Linked DNA regions of Mus musculus: region 1 is linked to region 2. The links are chromatin contacts, called in public Hi-C maps. All regions are on one chromosome and are shown on one strand. The core of a region is the stretch at or near the end of the contact, and the rest is flanking DNA. Distances in the headings are between cores, read along the strand shown. Region 1 overlaps Gm32611 (a long non-coding RNA gene). Region 2 overlaps Gm32611 (a long non-coding RNA gene).

The links. A called contact is a pair of places that touch in the nucleus more often than the background predicts.
Region 1: a Hi-C map of cerebral cortex shows a contact between it and region 2, with 2.5 times the contacts expected there. The contact joins two enhancer-like sites. A contact is called at or near these places in 3 of 15 datasets of contacts at CTCF or cohesin (embryonic stem cells and stem cell-derived epiblast-like cells), 17 of 484 Hi-C or Micro-C datasets (the C2C12 cell line, cerebellum, cerebral cortex and 5 more) and 3 of 115 datasets of contacts at active chromatin or transcription factors (bone marrow-derived macrophages and embryonic stem cells).

Annotation. Positions count from the first base shown.
Region 1 is chr4:125,255,033-125,261,130 of GRCm38.p6, reverse strand. All of the region lies in intron 4 of Gm32611 (a long non-coding RNA gene), which reads right to left. Among named protein-coding and RNA genes, the nearest start is that of Gm46869, 32 kb to the left of the region's middle. Within about 2 kb of position 3,075, at least 6 of the 459 cell types and tissues checked have an H3K27ac peak or open chromatin away from gene starts, as enhancers often do. A contact at or near this core is called in cerebral cortex, where this site is marked.
Region 2 is chr4:125,157,311-125,163,352 of GRCm38.p6, reverse strand. All of the region lies in intron 2 of Gm32611 (a long non-coding RNA gene), which reads right to left. The region is part of intron 2 of Gm40245 (a long non-coding RNA gene); the gene reads right to left. Among named protein-coding and RNA genes, the nearest start is that of Gm40245, 10 kb to the right of the region's middle. Within about 2 kb of position 2,837, at least 20 of the 459 cell types and tissues checked have an H3K27ac peak or open chromatin away from gene starts, as enhancers often do. A contact at or near this core is called in cerebral cortex, where this site is marked.

The DNA.
Region 1 (6,098 bases), core at 1,826-4,325, 98 kb before region 2:
TTTTTCTCTCTCATGTCACAGTGAACTCTAGGGTAATGGGCACACTGACTGTGCTCTTCCCTGTGGCTCTAAAGCTTGGCAAATAGCAGCTACTCATGAATAAAAAATGCACCTACTAACAGCTGCCACGCGAGCAGGCATCCCTTTCTGACTGCCTGGCACTTGGCTAAATGCAGGCCCGGGGTTTCTGGATCTCTGCTCCAACTTTGAAGAGCTCCGTCCAGTTCTTGCACAGCTCCTGGCCCTCTACTACTGCCTGTAGGACACACAAACCCACAAGGACTCAAATGCCAAGGGAGGGGAAAGAGAACAAGGGACATTCTGGGAGGAAGCCAGGCACACACATGGAATTGTATACAGGGCTGCAGTGAGCCTTCCTATGGGGCGGTCTCTGCCAAGGGCAGAGCAGAAGTCAGATGGGGAGAACCATAGCCCTCAGGAGGTGGGGGCTATGAACACGCTAGAATCTTTCCCCTGCAGGAGCGGGTGGCAAGTTCTAGCTTTGGAAGAGAGTGGTCAGGGAGAAGGTTGCCAGGAAGCCACAGATGGACTTTGGAATCCCAGTAGTAGAGACTAAGGCAGAAGGATTCTGAGTTCCAGACAAGGCTGGGCCACACAGTGAGTTCCAAGCCAGCCTGGACTATATAAATGTCCCCTATTTCAAAACACAAAACAGACAGGCAGGAAGCCACAGAGTCTACAAAGGGCCCCTGGTTTGCCTGACTATTCCTATGCGTAGGTAAGGCCCATGAGGATGGACTTTGTGTATACTGGGAGCCTCTATTCCTGGGTGTTTTTGCCTGGCATAGTAGGCTGTGGGTAGATGAACTCACTGACTCAGTACCTTGGCACAGCCACAAATGTCACCCAATCCATACTACTCAAAGTGTGTGACCTCTAGGGACATGGATGGGATAAGGGTTGAGCAGCAGCCCTACTGGAGATTTGTCTGCACGTACTAGGACTGACATATATCCCTTCCCTTCAGCAAGTCTCAGTTTCTTCATCGATAGGATAGACTAGGAATAATATGTTCCTCATCTCACAGGCCTACTGGAAGGGATTTAAATAAAATCCTATGTGGGTCTGGGGACAACTCCGTTGGAAAAGCCCTTGCTGTGTAAATACACATACCTGAGTTCAATCCCCAGAGCTCATGTTATAAAAGCCAGGAGTGCGGGGCTGGCAAGATAGCTCAGTGGGTAAAGATGCTTCCTTCAATGCCTGTCAAGAATGACGTGAACTCCATGAACCCATGTGGTAGAGAAAGAGCTGACTTCCACAACTTTGCTTCCCACCTCCACATGGGTGTTGTACTATGGCGTGTGTGTGTGTGTGTGTATGTGTGTGTGTGTGTGTTCGTGAGAGTACATGCGTGTGTGCGCATGCGCAGGCATACACACGAAAATAAATATTTTATTTTAAAAGTTTGAATAAATCACTCTGAAAAATTAAAAGCACCATACTGAGTGTAAGCTATTGTTGCCTTTCCTATTTGTGATTGTACACTGGCAGCCCCAGGCCCCACCACCAGGTGACAAAGGGCTTTCATCACAAACGACTTGCTGAGACTGTTCTCTTAACAGCCCTGTTTGCTAATGCTTCCCCATCTCCCGCCTCCACGTAAGCCCTCCCCACAGCTGCGCACTCAAATCCTCAGCCATCAGCGCTTGACGGGGTGCAGAGACACAAAATGGAAGAGGGGACATGAATTAGCAGTTTAAGGCAGGAGTGAGCTCATGATAAAATCCTCTCTCCATCCATCACGACGTTATAAGCATACAGCACAAATATGAGAATATCAACATGACCTACGACGCTGAGCTCCTTGCCACCGTTCTTTACGACCCAACCCTGTGAGGCAGGAGCATCTCATTTTACCGCAGGCATCACGGGGATGTTGCCAGGGGACAGAAGGCATGTCCGAGGCAGGCTGTCCACTTGAGGGAAGCAGGGAGGGACCAAATACTACACGATGCCCTGGCTTTGCCAGTCAAAGAGAAAAATAAATAGGGGGTTGGAGCCAAGGGAAGTTGTTTTGGATTTTGATGCTCTCTACGGGTAAGGAAGCCACAGGCCTGTCGAGGGCCTTGGGAAGTCCTGGGGAAAAAATTTCTTTCTTTAATTTTTAAAAAAATTAGTGTGCATGTGTGTGTGTGTGTGTGTGTGTGTGTGTGTGTGTGTGCACGTATGTATGAGTGTGTATGTGTGTGTGCAGGGGTGTGTGTGTGTGTGTGTGTGAGAGAGAGAGAGAGAGAGAGAGAGAGGGAGGGAGGGAGGGAGGGAGGGAGGGAGAGAGAGAGAGAGAGAGAGAGAGAGAGAGAGAGAGAGAGAGAGAGAGAGGGGCAGGAAGGAGACAAGTGCTATGAGATGAATGTGGAGGTCAGGGGACAACTTTCTGGAGTCAGGTCTCTCCTTCCCCTTTATGTTGGTTCCAGAGATTGAACTCAGATCTCTAGGCTTTCGAGGCAAGCTCCTCTGCCTGCAGAGCCCTCTTGACAGCCCCAGAGAGGATATTTCTGTACTTCCCCAGAAATCTCTAACCCTCATTTCAGCAGCCATTGTGACCTCAAGGGCCAACCTGGCACCATTCAGAGTATGTACCCAGAGCTCTGAAGTGGCGATGTCACATGGACTGCAGGAGCAGGTGAGGGGCCATGGCACAGAAGCACAGGACAAACAGGGGTTAGACTGCAGGCTCATCAGCCTCCTGGTCCACGGTGGGTGTTCACAGGGTACCATGTGGCTAGCGCTATGCTGGCACCAAGCTTGATCTAGAGGTGCACAAAGCCCCTTTGCATCAGGGTGAACTCCTGCACAGGACATCAGAAGACATTTGTCCTGTGTGACCTTGGGAGAATCTATGTCCCTCTCTGGGCTCTGCCTCCCAGCAGAGACATGCCAAGGTCAGACCTGACTCACTGCTGCTGCCAACCCTCTTGCTTTGCTTCGGTGGACCAAGGGAGAGGAATCAGATTTGCCTACTGTGTGCAGCACGTCCTGATAGGAAGAGACCAGAAGAGGGAGCTGAAGCCACCCTAGGAGCACTCTGGAGCACTGCAGAGCTGGGAGCATGGAGCCACCGACTGCAGTGCCAGGGGCTGGGGATCCCAGCCAAGCTCCTGCGCACGAATCACTCGCAGCATATGCTCCTCATTTCATACATCATTTGCAAGGAGCTCTTCCTGCTCCAAGAGCAACTGGGCTTTGGCTTTTGTCTTTTCTGCTCCAGCTCCTACCCTCTGCATTGTCCCCCAAACCATCATTAGCAGACACTGGCAATGTCTTCCCATAGGCTTGTGACATCGCTCAGGGTTGGAATAAGTGTAGCCACTTTCTCAGGGTAGGCTCCAAGTCATAGAGAGCATGTATGGTCAAAGCTGGGGTGATGAACTCACCCAGGGAGGGACAGGGACAGGCCAGCAGAAGTACCTACAATAAGATATATAATGACATCCGGAGATTCATAGAGAGTACCTTGCACACCATCAGAGGTGGGTCTGCACAAGAAAATGCTAGCTGAACAAAATGGGGATGCCCACAGAAAGACCTGGTTCAGAGCACCACTGTGAAGTCTGATATCTCTATATCTGAAGGACTCAGGACAGACACGATGCTACTGTTGGGCTTTATATAGATACGGGCCATGTGCAGATTGGCAGGCCCACACCTTGCATGGTTATTTCCAGGGCTGAGCACATAGTAGGTGCTTAATGAGTATTTCGCTAAAAGGAGTGAAGGACACTTGATGTACCAAACAAAACGAATTGATAGGTTCAGCACTGTTATTGATTCCTGCTAGAGCTTCCCCTCACGACAGTGGACATTAAGGATATGATGAAGATGACTCAGATAAAGCCCCAATTCTTCTTATTGATCCTCCGACTCCTGCCACCTTGCCAAGTCCACCTTCTCTCAACTCTACTGCTCACTTTTCTCTCTCCCAAAAACTGAACCCAGAGCTCAGATCACCATGCAATGAGGTCATCTAAAAGCCCTGACTTCCACCCTGTTTCACTACAGTGCACTCTTGTTAGGACAAACATGGGGCTCCAGTCTAGAGAGGCCAAGCCTGGCACCCTCCTGTCCTGGGGTGCCTACCTGCAGCCCCTTCCAACCTAAGCCCAAAGGAAAACGTTGATGGTTCCAAGAGTCCCCTGCAGGAAGTAGCAGACTTGCACCCAGAGCCAGGGCTATTCCATTCCATGGAGCATGAAGATCTGACCTGTTGTCAGCCCACATTTACCACTAGAGACAGCAAGGGACCAAACCACCAAGGTCCCACCCTGATGGCACTGATAGTCTAGTAAAGAAGAAAGCCAAGAAATGGCCTAGCCAGCAGATAATTTGGGTTGTTTTTGAAAAGGGGATAAAACAAACAAACAAACAACCACTACAACACAAAATTGGGACTTTCCGTTTCCACCTTTGATAGCACAAGCCCATTCTTTTACCTGTTCTATCCTGTATCAATTGAGCCATGGAGCATGCCTCAGAGATGTCCTGCCAGACAGCCTCTAGCAAATATTAACCATGGGAGACCCAAGAGCACAGGACCTGAGAGATGCAGGCGCTCTCTCTTCCCCTGCTCCCTCCTGACTCTGTCTCCCAGGTTCCAGGCCTGTTGAGACTACAGCTCCAGTCTCACTGGGCTCTCGAAATCCCTTCCCCGCTGTGTCCCTCAGGCCTAGGTCTCACAGCTTCCTAAGGTCACCAGCCACTGCATCCTTTAGATGGATCCATGACTCTTCAAGTTGCCAGCTGCCTGTCCTGCCTTCCTGCTAAACCCTTGAAAGACAGACATGTCAATAGGGCATAATGTGCCAGGGACAGGGCATGGACAGACAAGGAAAGTACATTGTATTCAAGGACTAGAAAGATGGCCTGTGTGACTGGAGGGGGAGCGGAAGCAGGGGAGAGGATGAAGTCAGGATGATGGCTAGACTATTCAATGACTGACTCAGCACAGGTCTGAGGGGAGCTCAGCTGTAGCTCTGCATAGAACCCTAAGACTTGAACAATTCCTACAAGGGAGTTGAGGCACACCGGCTGCTACAAAGCACAGGCTATGTAGTGAGAGCTGCCAGAAAAAAAGCTGGAACCTCCTGCCAAGGACAGCGCCATGAGGGGGGACCTGGGAACCACACCCAGCCAAGCCGGAGAACTTCACATGGACAACTTCATGTCTTAGCTACTTTCCTATTGCTGTAATAAAAGACCCTAAGGAAAGCAACTTAAGAGAGGAAGGCTTTGTTTAGCCTCATAGCTCCAGAGAAATTCAGTCCATTGTGGTGGGAAAAGAGCAGTGCGGGATAGGGGAGGCATAGCAGCAGAAGCAGGGAGCTGGACTATTACATCCACACTCAGGAAACAAAAAACAGAAAGCAAGGGTTGCTTGCTTTCGCTCAATTTACTTTCTCCATCTTATGTCATCCAAGATCTCCTGCCCAGGGAGCAGACCTGTCCACAATTAAAACAGCACCCCCCGCACTCCCCCCCACCTAGCATATCAGTTAAGGCAATCAAGATAATCTTCCAAAAGCAAGCCTGGAGGCCCATCTTGCATGTGACTATAGATGCTGGCAAGCTGACAATCAGCTCTACCCATCGCACCTCCCAAAACCTGGAGCAGAGTGAGCGGTAGGACCCAGATGCTTTGAGGAATGTGGAAGTGGTCCAGCCCTTGGGACACAGTGAGGGCCATGGACCTGCCATCAAGCACCGTGGAACAAGAGTGATGGAGTCTTTACCTCTGCTCAAGGCAGGGAGATGGTAGGCACAGCCCAGAACATCTTGAATCAGACTCCTTCCCCCAAAGCATTCTGTGAGGTTGCCTGGTAGGCAACAGAAAGTGGAGGGCACACCGTGGCAACCAGCTGCCTGGCACTAACAAGTTCAGGGCACCAAGTACCTCTGCCAAGGGAGAGGAACAAACCTACCAAAGCAGGATGCCACAGGTATGGTCACAAAACCGTCCCAATTTGAGGCAGAGTTTGTATCTCTTTATGGGCACAGCGATGCTGCTTAAAGCAAGAGGGAGAATGGCCTCCTGGGCTGACAGTTAACCCAGGCACAGGCTCTGTACACTGGCCTGCCAT
Region 2 (6,042 bases), core at 1,588-4,087:
TAAGTAGAAGGCTGGCCCGGCTAGATGACAAGGGCCAACAGCCAGAGGCACAGGAAAGAGGCAGCCTAGCCTTGGGGTCAAAAGAAGCGATGTCCCTTGACATGGAAGGCAGTTGGCCTCAAGTGCTGAGCTGATCTTCGCAGTACACCTGGACAGAGATCACAAGACAGGCCTGTCACAGGCCAGGAGACTCCCGATGAAGCTCTCTTAGGAGCCACCAACCAACCTTCCTTCTTACTTCCAGGACAAGCTCACAGGCAGAGCCCTGCTAGCCTCTCCTCTCATCCCCCGGGGACAGTATAGTTAAAACAGCATCAGGACCGAGCCCAGCTCACCCCATCCACGCAGCCTGAGACTGGCTGGAGCCTTGGAGAGGGCTACCCTTGAATGCAAAAACTTGATTGTAATGCTGAAGCCTTGAGCCAGCCTTAGGAGTGCCCTACCCAGCAGGCTGCCCGCATGCGCACAGTGGGATGTACCTGATTCACCACGTGACAGAAAACAATGGAGCACCTGACTCACCTACACTGACATTCCCATTAGCCCAGCACACACATGAATGCACCTCCCCCCCTCCAAAAGAAGCGTTTCTCACCCAAATTCATCTAAAACCACCCAACACCCAGGTGCCACATGTTCAGTCCAGCACATGCCCCCACGCCAAGCCACATTTCCTGCACCACCATACAACACAACAAACATCAGATAATGCGTTACACAGACTCAGTGCACCCTCACCCTCACCCCTATAAAGCGGCCTGCCTCAAAGCTTATGGACAGGTGAGCTCAGACCCTCCCCCATGTGGCCTGGTGCTGAGGTCCCATCCCAAGCCACATGTCCAGGGTGTGGGGTCTGCACGTGCCTCACAGAAAGGCACATTGGCTTCTCTCACAGAAAGAACCAACATCCTCAACCCAGACCATGCCCAACAGGGTCCTGTCTGTGGACATGCTGTCTGTGGACATGCTGTCTGTGGACATGGCTGTGTAAGCTACCTCCATTCTAAATGAAGGTCAAAGCTGTGTTAGTTATGTTTCTCCTTGCTAGACTAACACACCTCACCAGCAGCAACTTACAGGACGCAGGGGTTATCCTTGCATACTGTAAGGGGTCATGTCCCATTATGGTGGCTAGGCCATGAAGTGGCTGGTCACATGATATTCAAAATCATGATGCAAAGAGATTTGTGCGGCCCAGATTGCCTTCTCTGTAACTATGTGACCGTGTGATGGCTGGACCATGTGCATATGGTCTCATGGGCCAGAAAAAAAAAAAAATGGTAGTGGGCTCCCCGAAGCTAGGAGTACAGGCTGTTATGGGCTGTTCCGTGTGGGTGCTAGAAAAGAAACCCAGGTTGTCTACAAGAACAGTGTGCTTTCTTAACCAATGGGCCATGTCTCCAGCCCAACTACACACACACACACACACATTCAGGGAGGACCTTCCCTGCTCAGTGAACACCCTTCCAGACACACCCAAAAGTGTGTCTCCTATGTGATTCCACTTCCCACCACGGTGACAATAAAGATGGCTCACTCTTCATCGGGTCTGAACTCTCGTCTCAAAGAGAATCAAATAAAACAACCAACCAGTAAGCACACACACCATTTTCACCAACAGAACTGGTCTGTCCAGGAGTTCTCTGTCCCCATCCAGCGTTAGGACCTCCCATATCCTTTTCAACATGGTGGGCCTGACCTGCTGGGTGGGTATCCAGTGCCCAGTGCCAGCTGCATCCGCTATGAGGAGGTTGCTACTAGCAAGGCCAGCTGCCAACCTGGAGCCTGGCTGAAAGAATCCGGCCCCAAGGGTTGTGGGTTTTTCTAAGCCCACACTTGACTCTGTCCGCACAGATCCAGTCTGTGTGTGTGGTCTGTGGGGAGGCTGCACCAGGGAGGCGTATCGATCAGGCTGGTCGGGAGAAGAAAGGAAAAAGACCTTCAAACAGCAAAGCTTCACGCCTGCAGAGGCTTGAAAAGACCCATGGAAACGGGGCATGCAGGTTTCCACCCCTGAGGTAGCCACACACTGTGGGTCGTGTGAGCCAGGGAAAAAGCACAGCTCTCTCTCTCTCTCTCTCTCTCTCTCTGTGTGTGTGTGTGTGTGTGTGTGTGTGTGTGCACGCGCGCACGTGCGCACACACCCGTATTTGTACAGGAGTTGTTTAGCAGCTCTTGAGTATGAATAACTCTCCTATACCAGCATGCATATGTAGCACCTGTACTGGCCAGAGAAATGTGTGTGCAGGCACGTAGTCACCCTGAACTCTCAAAGCATGCCTGTGCACACATGCTCAAGAACGCATGTATTCTACCTACCTGCCCTCTGAGAACTTCCCCCTCCGAGGGTGGGAGCAAGCACCTTTGTCCACTGTCAATTTTGTCACCTCTCACCCTTGAAACCAACCCTAACCAAAGGAACTCCCAGGACTGTCCCCCCCATCCGGGACTTCCCTCTCAGGAAGAAAAAGGTAGCCAGGACTGTGTTTATTCAATCTCAGATCCTGGCGACCAGATCTGCTAAGTATGTCAGAGGAGATTTTTTTGTAATTGCGGTTCCTGGGCCCCGCCCCCAGAGACTAATTGACAGCAATCTGAGGAAGGCACAGGCTCTGGAGATTTTTAGCACTGCGGGAGTGATTTTAACATGGTCCCAGGACTGAGAATGACTAAAGGCCCCTGCTCTTGTGGGCGTCCTTGCGCTCTAGCGGGACTGTTCCTGAGATGTGACGGTGGCGCTCCAGTCTGAAAACCTGAACACCGGCGTCTGAGCTCTCCTGCCTAGACTCTTCCCTAGGTAGGAGCTCAGCAAAGCTGACACACATCCACGCGCCGCGGCTGCCCCCTTCTGGACGGAGCCTGCAGCGCTCAGCTGCTGCGTGACCTGCAAGCTGGGTGCTACAGTCCCTTAGGGAAGGCCTTAGTAGGGCTTTGGTGGCATGCCCAGCTACTCAGGAGCTGAGACAGGAGGATTACTTGAGCCCAGGAATTGTGAGGCCAACTTGGGTAACATAGGGAGATGTTTTTTGTTTTTTGGTTTTTTTTTTTTTTGAAGAGACCAGCTGGGCACTAGAGCTCCTGCCTGTAACCCCAGCACTTAGGAGAGGAACAGAGAATCCAGGAGTTAAGGGGCCAACAAGGACTTCATAGTGAGTTCCAAGTCACCTAAAAAAAAAAAAACTGTCTTCAAAACAAAGGTCTAGGCCCAGCCTAGTGGCCTACTCAGGAGCAGGGGCAGGCAGACCTCTGTGAATTTGAGGCCAGCCTGTTCTACATAATGAGTTCCAAGACAGCCAAGGCTATAGAGTGAGATCCTGCCTTGCAAAACAAAACTTAAGCTGGGCAGTGGTGGTGCATGCCTTTAATCCCAGCACTTGGGAAGCAGAGGCAGGTGGATCTCGGTGTTCAAGGCCAGCCTGGTCTATAGAGTGAGTTCTAGCCAGGCTATACAGAGAAAGCCTGTCAAAAAAACAAAACAAAACAAAATAACAAAAACAAACAAACAAACACACCCTTTTTAAACAAAGGTAGGGGGGACTTCACACCTCTGCACCCTTCAGCCAATTGTGGTCTCCCCAGCCTTCCAGAAAGTCCTCTCCACCAGCCACCATCCTCCTCATGCCTTCCCTTCCTGATGTACCCAGTCCCTATACTAAGTCTCCCCTGTCACACTGGAAGTCCCCAGGGCAAAGGGAACAGGCCTGGGGTCCGCAGGGGCCTGTAGAATACAGGAAGCCTTCTCCAGTGGCTCCCTACCACTCTGGCTCTGTGTGAGCCAAGGCAGAGCTTCTCGCTCATACTCAAGCCCTGGGGCAAGGGGATCCTCCGTAAACTGCCAGGGGCACTCATCACGCTAGATGCCAGGTACACATTTTGTTCCGAGCATTTCACTAGTAATAAATCCCTTCATTTGTACCTAATTATCCTTATTTTGTTTTAGAATCTAGAAAACCAAGGCCCAGAGAGGTTCAGTGAGACCCAAAGAAACACACAGCGGGGTCAACTCAGAGCTGAGACTCAACCCGAGGGTTGGCTCAGGAAACCATACTTTTAACCACCCTTCCTTCTTAGGGGAGGAGAACCATTGGAGATCTATGTCCCCACTGGCCCAGGCTGGCTCCCCAATCCCTTCCCAGCAGAAATCGGCCTGGAGTCTCTGCCCGGCTGGCAGCTCAGGGGCTGTGTCGTCTCTTGCTTCCTTCTTAATTTTTCTGACAAGAGCAGCTGCCACGGCAGCTGACAGCCAGCCTGTCGGATGGAATGGGAAGGCGGGCCCAGACCTCGTTTGTCTGGTGGAAAAATGGATTTGGACAAGGGGACGGCTGAGCTTCAGGAGACAGGGGAGCACCCATGGGTGACCGGTACAGATGGGATCCCAGAAGGCTGGGGTGGGTACAGGCACGGGGCAGGAAGCCCTGGATGCTGGTGGAGGTCTGCGTAAGCCCCGCCCCCTGGATGCCGGAGAAAGCCTCGCTCCATCAGCTTCCCTTCCCCTCTCCCCATCTCCCTTCCCTCCAGTCTCTAATCAACTTCCTGGCACTGGGCCTGCATCAGTTTCTGGGGACAGAAGGCCGAGACAGGTCCATCACTGTCCTCAAGGACATCCAGGCTAGGGAAACTGCCAGGGAGACTCAACGATCCTGCAATGGTGCAGACACTCAAGGCCATCTGTTGGGGAGTAGCCTTTACCACGGACGATCCATGCCAACCACTCGGGCACCTATATCCTTCCTTCCCCCTTATGGTGTGGTGCTAACGTTCTTGCTTCCACAGTGTTTGAGCGCTTAAATGAATTAACCCGTGTGGTACACTGTAAAGTAGCACCTGGCCTATGACCAGTGCCTTCTCCCATTCACATCACCCAGGAGCAGACAATGCTATCTCCAGGGACCCTGCCCCCACCCGACTCCCCTTATTCATTTGTCCCACCTTAGACTCAGACCCTGAAGAACCCCTGAGGTCTAAGCTCCAGCCTACCTGAAACAAGGCCCTCTTTACCATTCACAGCAGATGAGAGAGTCACCACGTGTGATATGGCCACACTGTTCAGGTCCCTTCTGTCTGAGCTCACCCTAGTAGGGCAAAGGGCTTAGAAGAGGTAAGATTTCTTCTTGGGGTGAGTCAGCTTTTTGCCCCATGCCTGGTGTGTCAGCCTCACCAGTCATTCAAGTCTGGAGTGCAAGAAGCAAGCTCTACCACAGAAAGTTGCTCTAACTATGCTTGGACAGTTCCTCCTTAGAGCAGGCCTCTGTCTCTCCAGCTACTGTGCCAGCTATGGAGCAGAGGCACTCCAGGGGCGATCTGTAAGTATTTCTTTCATTCAGACCCAGGCCTGCAGCCCACAGCTCCAAAAGGGCAAAGGCACAATGCCCAGTGTTGTAGAACAATTTCCACCCGAGACTGAAACATTCCTACCTGCAGGGAAGCTCCTTAAGCCAGAAGGTACACAACTCAAAATAGCTTCAGGAAGACCCTGAAACTTATCAGATTCACTAGGCCCCTCCCTCCCAGCCTGAGTAAGAAACTATAGATTCCCACTCACACACAAGCCAAGCTGTAACAAAGGACAGACCAGACCAGCTGCCTGGAAGAGGCATGTATCAACTGATCCACCTGGAAAGGAAACTGTCTAACCTACCGAGCTGCCTGTAGGCTGTGCAGTGTGCTCTGGGTCCCCAGCTTTGTTAGCTGTCACCCACACTGGGCTGAGCTTTGGTGAATCAGCTGTCTTTTCGTTATTTCTGTTCCTGTGAGTAACCTCTCACCCACATTCCTGTAAGTAACCCCAATAAAGTTTATTGGTGCACCAAGTTGGACTTTGATGGTGTCTGTACTTTGGTGTCTCATGGGCTCCCTATCTGGGGTGAGTAGATGTGTATGCTGTGTTCCCCGGGAAAGGTTTTGTCTCACAATACCCAGCAGTCAGGCATATGTCTAGCCTTAGTAGGTCCTTCAGAGATGAGTTCACATCTGTGGGTTTTATGTATTGAGTGTGAGGTGTAAGGTGGGGAGTAACTGTGTTTGGTTCTCTGTGTTTTGCAC